Linked DNA regions of Sus scrofa: region 2 is linked to region 1. The links are chromatin contacts, called in public Hi-C maps. All regions are on one chromosome and are shown on one strand. Each heading gives the region's core, a stretch centred on a gene start, on an enhancer-like site or on the middle of the called end of the contact. The rest is flanking DNA. Distances are from core to core; before and after follow the strand shown.

Evidence for each region. Hi-C and Micro-C count contacts between places; a contact is called where the count stands out from the background.
Region 2: a contact with region 1 is called in a Hi-C map of embryonic fibroblasts, with 5 times the contacts expected there. The contact joins the promoter of PLEC here to the promoter of MAF1 in region 1. A contact is called at or near these places in 4 of 5 promoter capture datasets (fetal liver, fetal skeletal muscle and liver), 22 of 47 Hi-C or Micro-C datasets (alveolar macrophages, blood, brain and 12 more) and 2 of 2 datasets of contacts at active chromatin or transcription factors (alveolar macrophages and skeletal muscle).

The regions. Positions count from the first base shown.
Region 1 is chr4:598,317-603,936 of Sscrofa11.1, reverse strand. MAF1 (repressor of RNA polymerase III transcription MAF1 homolog) reads left to right here and starts at 3,417. Exons shown (of 8, transcript XM_003125444.4): 1 at 3,417-3,837; 2 at 4,595-4,721; 3 at 4,822-4,950; 4 at 5,027-5,192; 5 at 5,313-5,434; 6 at 5,516-5,620. The coding sequence starts at 4,639. SHARPIN (sharpin) reads right to left here and starts at 3,239. Exons shown (of 9, transcript XM_003125446.6): 1 at 2,659-3,239; 2 at 2,205-2,379. The coding sequence starts at 2,856.
Region 2 is chr4:693,299-698,918 of Sscrofa11.1, reverse strand. PLEC (plectin) reads right to left here and starts at 2,564. Exons shown (of 35, transcript XM_021090372.1): 1 at 2,463-2,564; 2 at 1,028-1,226. The coding sequence starts at 1,220. It overlaps PARP10 (poly [ADP-ribose] polymerase 10), which reads right to left. Exons shown (of 11, transcript XM_003125470.6): 9 at 3,615-3,789; 10 at 3,414-3,542; 11 at 3,111-3,411. The coding sequence ends at 3,206.

The DNA.
Region 1 (5,620 bases), core at 2,168-4,667:
GGGGGCTCCCCCTGGTGTCTCTCTGGGCTCTACCATCAGCAGGAAACACCTCAGGCTGCTGTCACTCCAAACAAAACCTCTCCAGCTGGTGCCCGTCCCGGGCATATGCTGCAGTCTCTGCTCAGGAGCACCCAGCTCCAGGCCTGGTGAATGTGTATGGCTGCCTCTCCTCTAGGAACGTAAGCTCCAAGAGAACAGGAATTTAGAGTTTGCTTCAGGAAACCAAAAAGAGAACAAAAAGACAACTTACAGAAGGGGAGAAAATAGTTTCAAACGATGCCACGGACAAGGGCTTAATCTCCAGAATATATAAGCAACTTACACAACCCAACAGCAAAAAAGCCAATCAACCAATGGAAAAATGGGCAAAAGACCTGAACAGACTGTTCTCCAAGGAAGACATGCAAATGGCCAGCAAACACATGAAAACACGCTCAACATCGCTGATTATAAGAGAAATGCAAATCAAAACTACCATGAGATACCACCTCACACCAGTCAGAATGGCCATCATTAATAAGTCCACAGATAACAAGTGCTGGAGGGGCTGTGGAGAAAAGGGAACCCTTCTGCACTGTTGGTGGGAATGTAAACTGGTACAGCCACTATGGAGAACAGTTTGGAGATACCTTAGAAATCTATACATAGAACTTCCATATGACCCTGCAATCCCACTCTTGGGCATCTATCCAGACAAAACTCTACTTAAAAGAAACACATGCACCCGCATGTTCATTGCAGCACTATTCACAATAGCCAGGACGTGGAAACAACCCAAATGTCCATCGACAGACGATTGGATTCGGAAGATGTGGTATAGATACACAATGGAATACTACTCAGCCATAAAAAAGAACGACATAATGCCATTTGCAGCAACATGGATGGAACTAGAGACTCTCATACTGAGTGAAATGAGTCAGAAAGACAAAGATAAATACCATATGATATCACTTACGACTGGAATCTAATATCCAGCACAAATGAACATCTCCTCAGAAAAGAAAATCATGCACTTGGAGAATAGACTTGTGGCTGCCCGACGGGAGGGGGAGGGAGTGGGAAGGATCGAGAGCTTCGGGTTATCAGACACAACTTAGAAAGATTTTCAAGGAGATCCTGCTGAGTAGCATTGAGAACTATGTCTAGATACTCATATTGCAACAGAACAAAGGGTGGGGAAAAAAAATGTATGCATGTAAGAGTAACTTGATCCCCATGCTATACAGTGGCGGAAAAAAGAAAACAAAAGAAAAAAGTTCGCTTCAAAAAAGAAAAAAATTTTTAAAAAGAAAAAAATTTAAAAAAGAAAGAAAAAATAAAGTTTGCTTCATACTTGATCTCTGAGGCCTTAAAAGAGTGCTTAGTGGTGCTGAATACACGCCTGGTGAGTGAACGAGTGAATGAATGAAAGAAAAAGGCCCTTCTCCCTCCGCGGATGATGTTGTCTCGACCTCACTTCCCCTCAACGTGTGCTCTTCTTCCCACCCCTCGCACAGCTCTTCTGATGCATCTGTGGACTCTCCCTGACGCACCGTGTGCCTGCCGGACCCGCTTCTTGTCACATTTTGCTCTCTCTTAGTGACCTTGGTTGACCTTTTCTACCCCTAGCCTCTACCTCTTCCAAGCCTGGGCTCCAGCCCAGATCCACCTCCCTCCCTTCCCTCCCATCTGTTCCAGAACTTGACACCTCCAGGCCCTCCAGACAGGCCCTCTGGCTACAAGCTCCAGTGTCTGGTCCTCGCAGCTTCCTGGCTCAACCACTAACTCTATCTTTTAAACCTCCATGAAACCCAGCCAGTCCGTTTCCTAAGCATCGCTGGAAACATCCTCCTTCTCTCCAGCCCTACCTGTTGGCACTCACATACATTCAGACCTCACCCAGTCTTAGGTAGCTTGAATCGCGGCTGTCACTCTACTGCTGAATAGCTTCCCATTGCTTCTGACAGTCTAGCTCCTCACCCAGGTCCCGAGGGCCCGCCTGCTCTGCCCTCTGCACTTGCCTGGGACCCCAAGCGCCAGCTCTTTACTTTCTCCCTCCTGGGTATCTCCCCAGAACCTCAGCAGTGGGTAAGGAGTGTCTAGCTTTCCCACTAATCACTAAGTCCCCTACCCAGGCCTGGGGGACTGGGCTACTGCGATTTTCTCCTAGCACTGACACAGTCTCTGGCCAATCAAATGAATCTTCGATCCAGGGCACTGACCATTCTGTCCTTCCATGGTGGCACTGCGGACCAGGGCTGCCCACCGCTGAGCTTCCTGCGGATCCGTGAAGTGCAGGCCGAGGGTCCCAGGCCCTCCTGGTGGAGGCTGCAGCTCATGCTGGCTGGGGCCTCGGACGTTGTAGTAAACTGACTCCAAGGGCCACTCCAAACCTACCTGAGGAGGGGGAGAGTCCGGGCTCAGTGCCTCGCCCCCAGCGCACACTGCAAGATGATCAAAAGAACACGAGGTAACGTGTGTAGACCACTGACACTGCCCTAAGCCCTTTACTCGTATTATCTTATGAAACCTCCTCAGTCGTCCTATGAAGGGAGGTACCAGCGTTACCTCCAGTCTACGGGCGAGTAAACAGAAGCAAGGAAAAAAACCGCTCCCGGGCGCTGCTGGCGAACGGAAGGACCTGGCCCCCGCGGCTCCGCGGCTGCTCCCACTCACCGCCCCGTGTCCCGCGCCCAGCAGCTCCAGCCGGAAGCGCCCCGGTCGCTCGGGGTCCGCGCTCAGCTGCAGCCTCCGCAGCTGCGCCTCGGCGTCCGGCCCCGCGCCCAGCGGCCTCACCGCGGCGTGCACGGCCAAGAGCACCGCCGGCGAGCCCGGGTCCGAGGAGGCGGCCGCGCCGCCCGCTGGAGGCGCCATCTCCGGTCCGACCTCGGCCCGGCCCCCTGAGCCCGCTTCCGTGGCCTCGGGGGGCCGAGCGCCTCCGCCGGCCGGAAACTGGAGCCGCGAGCCTGGGGTTCCGGGCGCCGCCAAAGCGTCGGAGCCCGACCCGCCCGCTTCGCCCAGGAAGGACACGGCCGAGGGTCTCCGGATTCGGGAGGGCGAGACTGGGCCTGGAGGCCCGTACCCGGGGCAAAGTGTCAAGGATGAAAACACTGGCCACGACTGGAAGGCCCCAAAGGGTCGGGCGGGGACTGCAGCACAGAGGTCCGCGTCTGGCTGAAGCCAGACACCGCTCCCAGGCCCCTTCTAGCCGACCTCCAGCCGCGGGCCCCGCCTCCCGGTCCTGCCCACACCTCACTAGTCCGCAAGCTCCTCCTGGGAACCCCGGCAGCCACCTGGGGCGGAGCCGGCGGGGGTCGTGGCCAATGAGCGCCAGCGGGGAAGGCGTGTTCGCACGGCGGAGAGGATGATGGACAGGCGCCACAGCCAGTAGGAGCATAAGACAGGACTGAGCGGCGGGTAAACCCCCGAATGGCTGTGCGAGCTCCCGATCCCGGCGGCTGGAGCGGGCCATTCAGACGCGTGGGGCCGGACCTGGCGGACGCTTGTTGTTGTCCGGCCCGGGGAGGCAGAGGTCGTTCGCTCGCCTGCTCAGGCCTTCTGTGGCGGTCGGCGGGCAGGTCGGTCGCGATAGTCGGGCGCCGTACAGGGGCGTGGCTATGTCGCGGTGGCAGCCCGGATGGGCCGGCAGGGCCGGGAGTAACGGGACGTCGCCGCGGAGCTTCTTCCCCCGGATACAGTGCGGCCCGAGAGGAGGCCGCGGCGCCGCCCTCCGGTCCTGAGGAGCTCGCGCTGTCCGGGGCCCGCACCGCCTTCTCACCCGCACCGACGCCTATCGACCTGCCCTGTCTGGCCCGGTCCGACCCGGCCCAACCGGATTGAGCGCAGCGCAAGCAGGTAGGCGAACGCCCCTGTGCCCGGCGCCGACTCGGCGGCTCCGGAACTACAGCCCCCAGCAGGCTTTGCGTTGGCGCGCGTGCGTGCGTCTCGAGGCGCACGGCTTCCTGGGATTTGTAGTTCGCGTGGCTAGACTGGGGTTCCCCTTAGACCCGGCCGACCCGGGAGCGCCCTAGCGGCCCCGCTGACAAGCCCTTGGGGGGTCGTGGGGCCTCCCTCTGCTCCCCGGCGTCCTTGGGGAGTGAAGCAGGAACTCATGGGTTTTTCTCTCCCCCTTTGCTAGAAGGCAGCCTGTAGAATAGGGAAGAGCGCCGCACCCAGGTGGCCCGCAGGGCCGAGCCCCTGGTCTCCTGGTTCCGAACCGGCTGCGGGTTCTTTACCTGGCTGAGGAGCTTGGCTGGAGGAGTCTCGTTCCTTCGCAGGCTCACAGTGCCCCCCTTGGTGGGCGGGGCTCTTCAGTTCGAACGGGGAGTCTTGGAGCAGACACTAAACCAGCATCCCCAGGGTGCACAGGATCCCCCATTGGTCCCCCAGCCTGGCCCAAGAACTCCTGTGAAGTGCAGGAGGTGTGGCTGCGGTGGGCCTGGACTTGCCAGTCTCAGTGAAAGGGCATCTGTTCCCTCCACCAGTGCTGAAGGCTTGGGAGCAGGCTGCAGGAGGAACCCAGCTTGTTTATGGTGGTGCCACTCAGTGGGAGGAGGGCCCGAAGGTGGAGCCTCAAGGGCCAGATACCCACAGACTGACCTTCCATCCCCAGGCAGCACGAGCCCCCCGAAGCACAGGACCCTCCGCCCCAAGGACATGAAGCTGTTGGAGAACTCCAGCTTCGAGGCCATCAACTCGCAGCTGACCGTGGAGACGGGAGATGCCCACATCATTGGCAGGTGAGGCCGGGGCCCGGGGCTGGCGTTGCAGAGCTCATGCCGCGCTGGCTCTGACCTGACCTGGGGGTGGCGTCCTCTATGGTCCCGCCTGCATCTCCAGGATCGAGAGCTACTCCTGTAAGATGGCGGGAGACGACAAGCACATGTTCAAGCAGTTCTGCCAGGAGGGCCAGCCGCACGTGCTGGAGGCCCTGTCCCCACCCCAGACCTCGGGCCTCAGCCCCAGCAGGTGAGAGGGGGCAGGGCCTGCCCACGGGGCACTGCGGCGTGCAGGACAGCGCCGGCTGACGCTTCTCTCCGTGCAGACTGAGCAAGAGCCAGGGTGGCGAGGATGAGAGCCCCCTCAGTGACAAATGCAGCCGCAAGACCCTCTTCTACCTGATCACCACGCTCAATGAGTCTTTCCGGCCAGACTACGACTTCAGCGCCGCCCGGAGCCACGAGTTCAGCAGGGAGCCCAGCCTCAGCTGGGTGAGGGCCGGGTAGGGGAGGGACCCGCAGGCCCCCAGCCGTCCCGCGTGCCCTCCCCCACTGAGTGTGGCCCTGCCCAGTCCACACCTGCTCTCCCAGCCCCACCTGTGACCGTCGTAGGTGGTGAACGCGGTCAACTGCAGCCTGTTCTCCGCCGTGCGGGAGGACTTCAGGGCCCTGAAGCCACAGCTGTGGAACGCCGTGGATGAGGAGATCTGCTTGGCCGAGTGCGACATCTACAGGTGGGCTGGCATCCCTGCAGGTGGGCCCTGGGTCTGGGCGGCACTTGGGACCTCATACCACGTCTCGCTCCGCACCCCCAGCTACAACCCAGACTTAGACTCAGATCCCTTCGGGGAAGACGGCAGCCTCTGGTCCTTCAACTACTTCTTCTACAACAAGCGGCTGAAACGCATTGTTTTCTTCAG
Region 2 (5,620 bases), core at 1,315-3,814, 96 kb before region 1:
CTTACTGCAGGAGCCCCCTGGGCTCTACCAGCAGCACTAGGAGGGCCGATGGGCGCCCGAGGACCCCGCCTCCGCCGGGCGCTGGCCGCGGCGGGAGAGGACAGTCAGGAAGCACTTCCACGTGGGTGAAGAAGGACCTTGTTCTTCACCCGCCAGATGTGGGGGATGGCACACGCCAAGTACACACCCGGCCCGGGACGGTTTTCCTCCCCGCTGTCCTGCTTCCCCGCGTTCCCGGGAGCTGCTGCTTGAGCTTCCGCCCACAAAGCTGCTGGCTGCCCACAACAGCACCCTCGCGCAGCACCGGGCTTCCAGGCCTCCCACAGGCCTCAGGCCTCGCCCCCAGTCTCCGGCCGGGGCCAGCCTGCCCCCCCACCCCCCACCCCGGACGCCTCATCATTATTCTGTCCTGGCCGGGAATGTGGTCAGTACTCTGCAGGCTGATCTAGAGCCCCTCAGCCGGCTCCTCCCTTGGCAGCACAGCCTGCCTGATGGCCTCAAGTCCTAGGTCACCTACTTCCCAAAGGGAGGAGCCACTGTCCAGCTGCCAGCACTGCACTGCCGGGGGCCTGGCACTGCACCTTCCCCATCCTCCCCCCAGTAGGCCAGCTCCTAGAGGGCAAGGCCAGACTCTGGCTCAGGGAGGGGCTGGGGCCCTGGCCAACCGGGTCCCGTCCTGTTCCTACATGCGTCTACCCACCCCATGGGGGCAGCCAAGACCAGGGGCCCGTGAGGCGGCTCAGCCCCAAGAAAGGATCGGCATCACATCTGGGCCCTGGACCCTCGTCCGGGGGCCAATGATGGTGCCACTGCAGCAAGTTCAACCTCAGGCCTCCTGCAGCAGGCCGGTTGGGGCCAGCAGGTGGCGCTGTGCTGCCTGCCATCAAGCGGGACAGGAGAGGCCCCCTCCTATCCACAGATCACCCTCGGGCCAGATCATCCCCGGCCAGACACCTGCACGGAGCCCACAGCAGCACTCAGTCCACAAGCAGATGCTTGAGAGCTGGACAAAGCCCTCGGACCTTACCTGCAATGCGGATGACTGCCCGCTCAGCAGGGTCCAAGACGCTCCCGTTACCCCCAGGGCCGCCTCCGCTTCGGCGGCTCCGCTGTGTTTTCTCCAGGTTCCAGGGCAGTGTGTCCCCGGGGCTGGGCGAGCCGCTGCCGCCGTTGGAGCCATCCTCCACTGTGGCCCGAACCTCGTGGTCCTCGCCTGACATGGCCTTCTGGAGAGGGAGCAGGAGGTCACACCTTGGGGTACGGGGGGGTAACTGCATACCAACCCACCACGTTCTTGACCGGGACCTTGACCCCGCCCCATCCACCCCAGCATCTGGACACGGACACCCACACTTGCGCCGTGTCCCATCTCGTCTGTGTACTGACGCCCCTCCCTCCCAAGCAGGACACTGACAACCCTCTCCCCCATCTCAACTGGCCTCACCCCTCCAGCCCCTTCCTCAGACGCCATCACAGGGACCTCTCCCCCAAGACACTGACCTCCCTCCCTCCAGGCTCTCACAAGGACACGGACGCCTGCTGCCCAACATTCACTGCTACTCCCTTCTCTTAGTCACCCAAACACCGACCCCTCCTCGCTGTCACCCAGGGGCCGGCTCATCCCATTAGGGGACACGGATCTCACCCGCCACCCCCTCCGTCCCAAACCTGGACCCTGTCTCCTCTAATCCTCGGGTCAGTAGGCAAACCAGGCCGCTGGCAACCCCCGGCTGCTGCCTCTCCCCTCCCCCGGCCTGCAGGGAAGAATCCAGACCCCACACCCCGGACACTCTGCCTCCAAGCTGTCTGAGCGCATAGGGCTGCCGGGCGCCGTACCCCAGCCCTAGCGCAGTCCCACCTTGGTCTCCGCAGTGAAGGCCTATAAATAGCTGGAGCCGCATCAGCGTGGGCCGCCCAGCTCTGCTGCGCCAGGGCTGGGAGGGAGCCCGGGCCGCCCCTCCAGCGGCCCACCCGGTGCAGCTCGCGCCCCCGCACCCCCCTGGGCTGCCAAAGCGCGCCCTCGTGCACGCGTGCACGCTCCTCGGCGCCCCGTCCCCCCCCCCCCGTCCCCACAAGCGCCGGCGTGCAGGAGGTGAATGGGGGCTCTGTCCCGGCGGCGGAGGGTGGTGTGGGGGCACAATGTGGGCTCTGTGCCTCCGCCCTCAAGCTAAGGGCTGGGGACGAGAAGGCGGACGCCCCCCGCCCCGCCTCCCACCGGCGCCTCGGCAGGCAGCCTCTGCTCCGGGCCCCCGCGCGGGGTCCGGCTGTCAGCCGCACCTCCCCAGCAGCCCTTCCTGCCCACACCCCGGGCACCGCCCGTCCAGTTCCGCAGTCTCCGCGCGGAGGCGGCGTCCTCCCGAGGGAGGATGGGCCGCGAGGCAGCCTCCGGTTCCGGGATGCCCGCGGCGGGAGAGCCCCCAGCCCACACGCAGCGCGCCTCTCCGCCCGGGCCCCGGTCTTACGTGCCGGGTCCGGTGGCTCAGCTCCGCGGGCTCGGCCGGTGCCTCCTGACTGCGGGTGCCGGGCTGGCTGCGCAGGCTGCGCGGGCGGGGCGAGCCCGGAGCCCCGCCCAGGCCCCAAACCGAGCGCCGCCCGTGCGGTCGCGGCGCCCGAGTGCGCGCGGGGCCCGCGGCTCCCCCAGGCAGCGGGGCTGGAGCGGGCCCGGAGCGCGAAGGCAGCGCCCCCGCCGCGCGCACCCCTGCGGCCGCTCTCGGCCCACTCCCGGGGCGCCGAGGGCGGCCGGTCGGCAAGGAGACGGTGTCGGGGCGCGTGCGTGACACCAGGCGACGTGGGGTCGCTCGAGTGCGCGCCGAGTCCGGCCTGGCCCGCTGCCCAGGGCCGCCCCGAAGTAGCGGCGGCCTCGGTCCCCCGACCCTGGCCCCGCCGAGGTTGCCCCCCACCCCCAAGCAGAGGTCGGACCCGAGCTCCAGCAGGCTCCCCGCCGGGTTTCACGGACACGTTTATTCAAAGGACACAGTCGCGCCCGAGACGGGAGGCGGCGGGCCGGCCCACCTGGTGCTCTGCTGACCCCTGGTGGTTGGGCCGCCCCGGCGGGGACACGGCCCAGCTCTGCCCATCCCGCCGCCCTTACCGGCAGCACGACAGGGGGGCAGGGGGGCCCCCAGGGGCGGCTCCGGCAGCGGAGGGGGCTGCAGGGCCGGGCGGAGCCGGGAGCAGGAGGACAGAGGCGGGGCCGAGGGGGCCCCTAGGCTCGGGTCGAGTCGCCCGGGAGCCCTGCGGGGGGAGGCCCGGCGGTGTGCCTGCAAGTGATGAGGTGGGTGGGCAGCGCCTGGGTGTCGTGAAAGATGACGAAGATGCTGGGCTGGCGGAGGCTGTCCACCGCGCTGTCGTAGCGCAGGGGCACGTGGCCCGGGGCCCGCAGAGGGGGGGCCCGCAGCCCGCGGCAGCCCTGCCGTAGTCGCCGGTCAGCACCCGCGCGACAAACACCGCCTTGTGGCCCTCGGCGTCGGGGGGCGAGTAGCGGTCCTGCACCGACAGGGAGGCGCGCTTGGCGAAGTACACGCCCTGCCCGTAGAGCGTACCTGCGGCGGGACGGGAGGGGTCAGGGGCTCCCGCCCGGCAGAGCCCACGCCCCGCGGGGTCCCTGGCCTCACCGTTGCGGCCGCAGAAGCTGCGATTGAAGCCGTGCGCGCAGATGTCTGGGACAGTGGCCCCCGCGGTGCCGTGGTACAGGACCTGCTCCGCCGGGCGCCGCTCGCAGCACTGCTCCAGGCGATCCCGATGCAGCTCGTACTGCCGCTGCAGCAGCGGGTGCAACACACGCTCCACCTGGGGGGCGGCCACGGTCAGAGCCACGCTCGTGGGGCCCTCCACGCCTCGGGAAATCGGGAGGCGTTCCGGGCCTGGGGAGACCTGCGGGCGCGGCAGACGCTGGGCCGAGGTCAGCCACCTCCACGGGGCCCCACGGGGCACTAGAGGGCGTCCAGGGAGGCCTGTGGGTGGGCGCCCCAGCCGCTCATCGGCACCCCGCACCTACAACCGGGCCTCTGCGGGAAAAGCAGAGCCCCGTGCCTGCAGCGCAGGATTGCACCCCCAGTGCCCCAGAGATGCCCTGGACCTCAGAGATGGGAGACCCGGCGGCCAACCCAACAGGCAGCCGGAGGGGAGCCAACTTGAGGACCAGGAACTAGATTCTAAAGAAATTCTAACTAGTCACTTGCGGGGGCAGGGGGGGATGCAAAAGAAGCAAGACTGCCTGCTGTGAAACAGAAGCGGTCTGAGCCTTCCTGCATCAAGAACTGATGGCTGAGCTGCATCCAGTGGGTGATGACGATGAAGACGAGCTCAGGAAGGGACTCAGAGAAAAGAGCCGGCTTCCAAAGAAAGACTTTGACAGAAAAGGTGAAGTCTTTCAAAGATCTGAAGGAAACCTGTAGGGAGCTCCAGAAGCTGACGAGTGATGGGCGCAGTGCGAGGCAATGCAGGGGGAAAGGACCTTGCCACCAAACGCCAGGAAGGACGGTGGGGAGAGGCACCCCCGGACCTGCCCGCTGGGAAATTCACCTTCAAAGCGAAAGAAAACTCCACAGGGGTCCACCCCTCCCAGTCAACGTACCCGTGTGGGAAACACCCTCGCATTCTCCTCCCTGCTCCTCACCACCGATGCTGGAGGCTAAGACATCCCAGAAGGACTTTCCTTCCTTCCTCCCTCCCCTCCCTTCCTCCCTTCCTTTCTTTTTAGGGCCACATTTGCAATATACGGAGGTTCCCAGGCTAGGGGTTGAATCAGAGCTACAGCTGCCAGCCTACACCACAGGCACAGCAACATGGGGATCCAAGCCGCATCTGCGAGCTACACCACAGCTCTCGGCAACACCGGATCCTTAACCCACTGAACGAGGCCAGGAATCGAACCCACAACCTCATGGGTCCTAGTCAGATTCGTTTCTGCTGCACCACGACGGGAACTCCCAACACATAGCGTCTTTTGTTTTAAAAATACACCAATATCAAATCACAGTTGCAAATTATGTCTAATCGTAAAAGGCAAAATAAACGTCAAAGTCCGAGGTGTTTACTACACACTCAAGGAGAGACTACGAAACAGAAAAGGAACCTGTGCAAGAGGGTGACAGGGTCGCCAAGAGCAACCACACAGAAAAATGAAGAAAGCCAACAAACAAAATTAGGAGCCATTAGTCCTAGACTCCTAGAATATTCTCTTTCATGCAACATGGTTTTAATAACTAGGATTTCATTTCCCTTTCCTCTCCTAGGGTCCAAAGGTAAATATTTTTTCATTATCGTTATATATCCACCAACCGATGGCCCGAGCATGCAGCCTCATGACAGGCACCGAACAGAAGATGTTTGCGTCAACCTCGTCAACATAAAAATAAGGTCACTGACAAAGTGTGAGATGGAAGAGGGAGGAGGAGGCGAAGGGCGGAGGGAAGCCCATTCGCCTCCTCTTCTGAGCGGGGAGGCAAGAAACAGTCTCTAAAACTGTCCAGTGGAAAAAGACTCAGGCGCACCATGTAAAGTCACAAAGGTCCTGCTAGAGAATCAAGAGCAGATGCCAACAGACCCCAAGAGGAGTCCAGGGCATGAGTGCAGCCCGCCCTCCTCTCCAAGGGGCAGAAGCGCCCGCTGCTGAGGC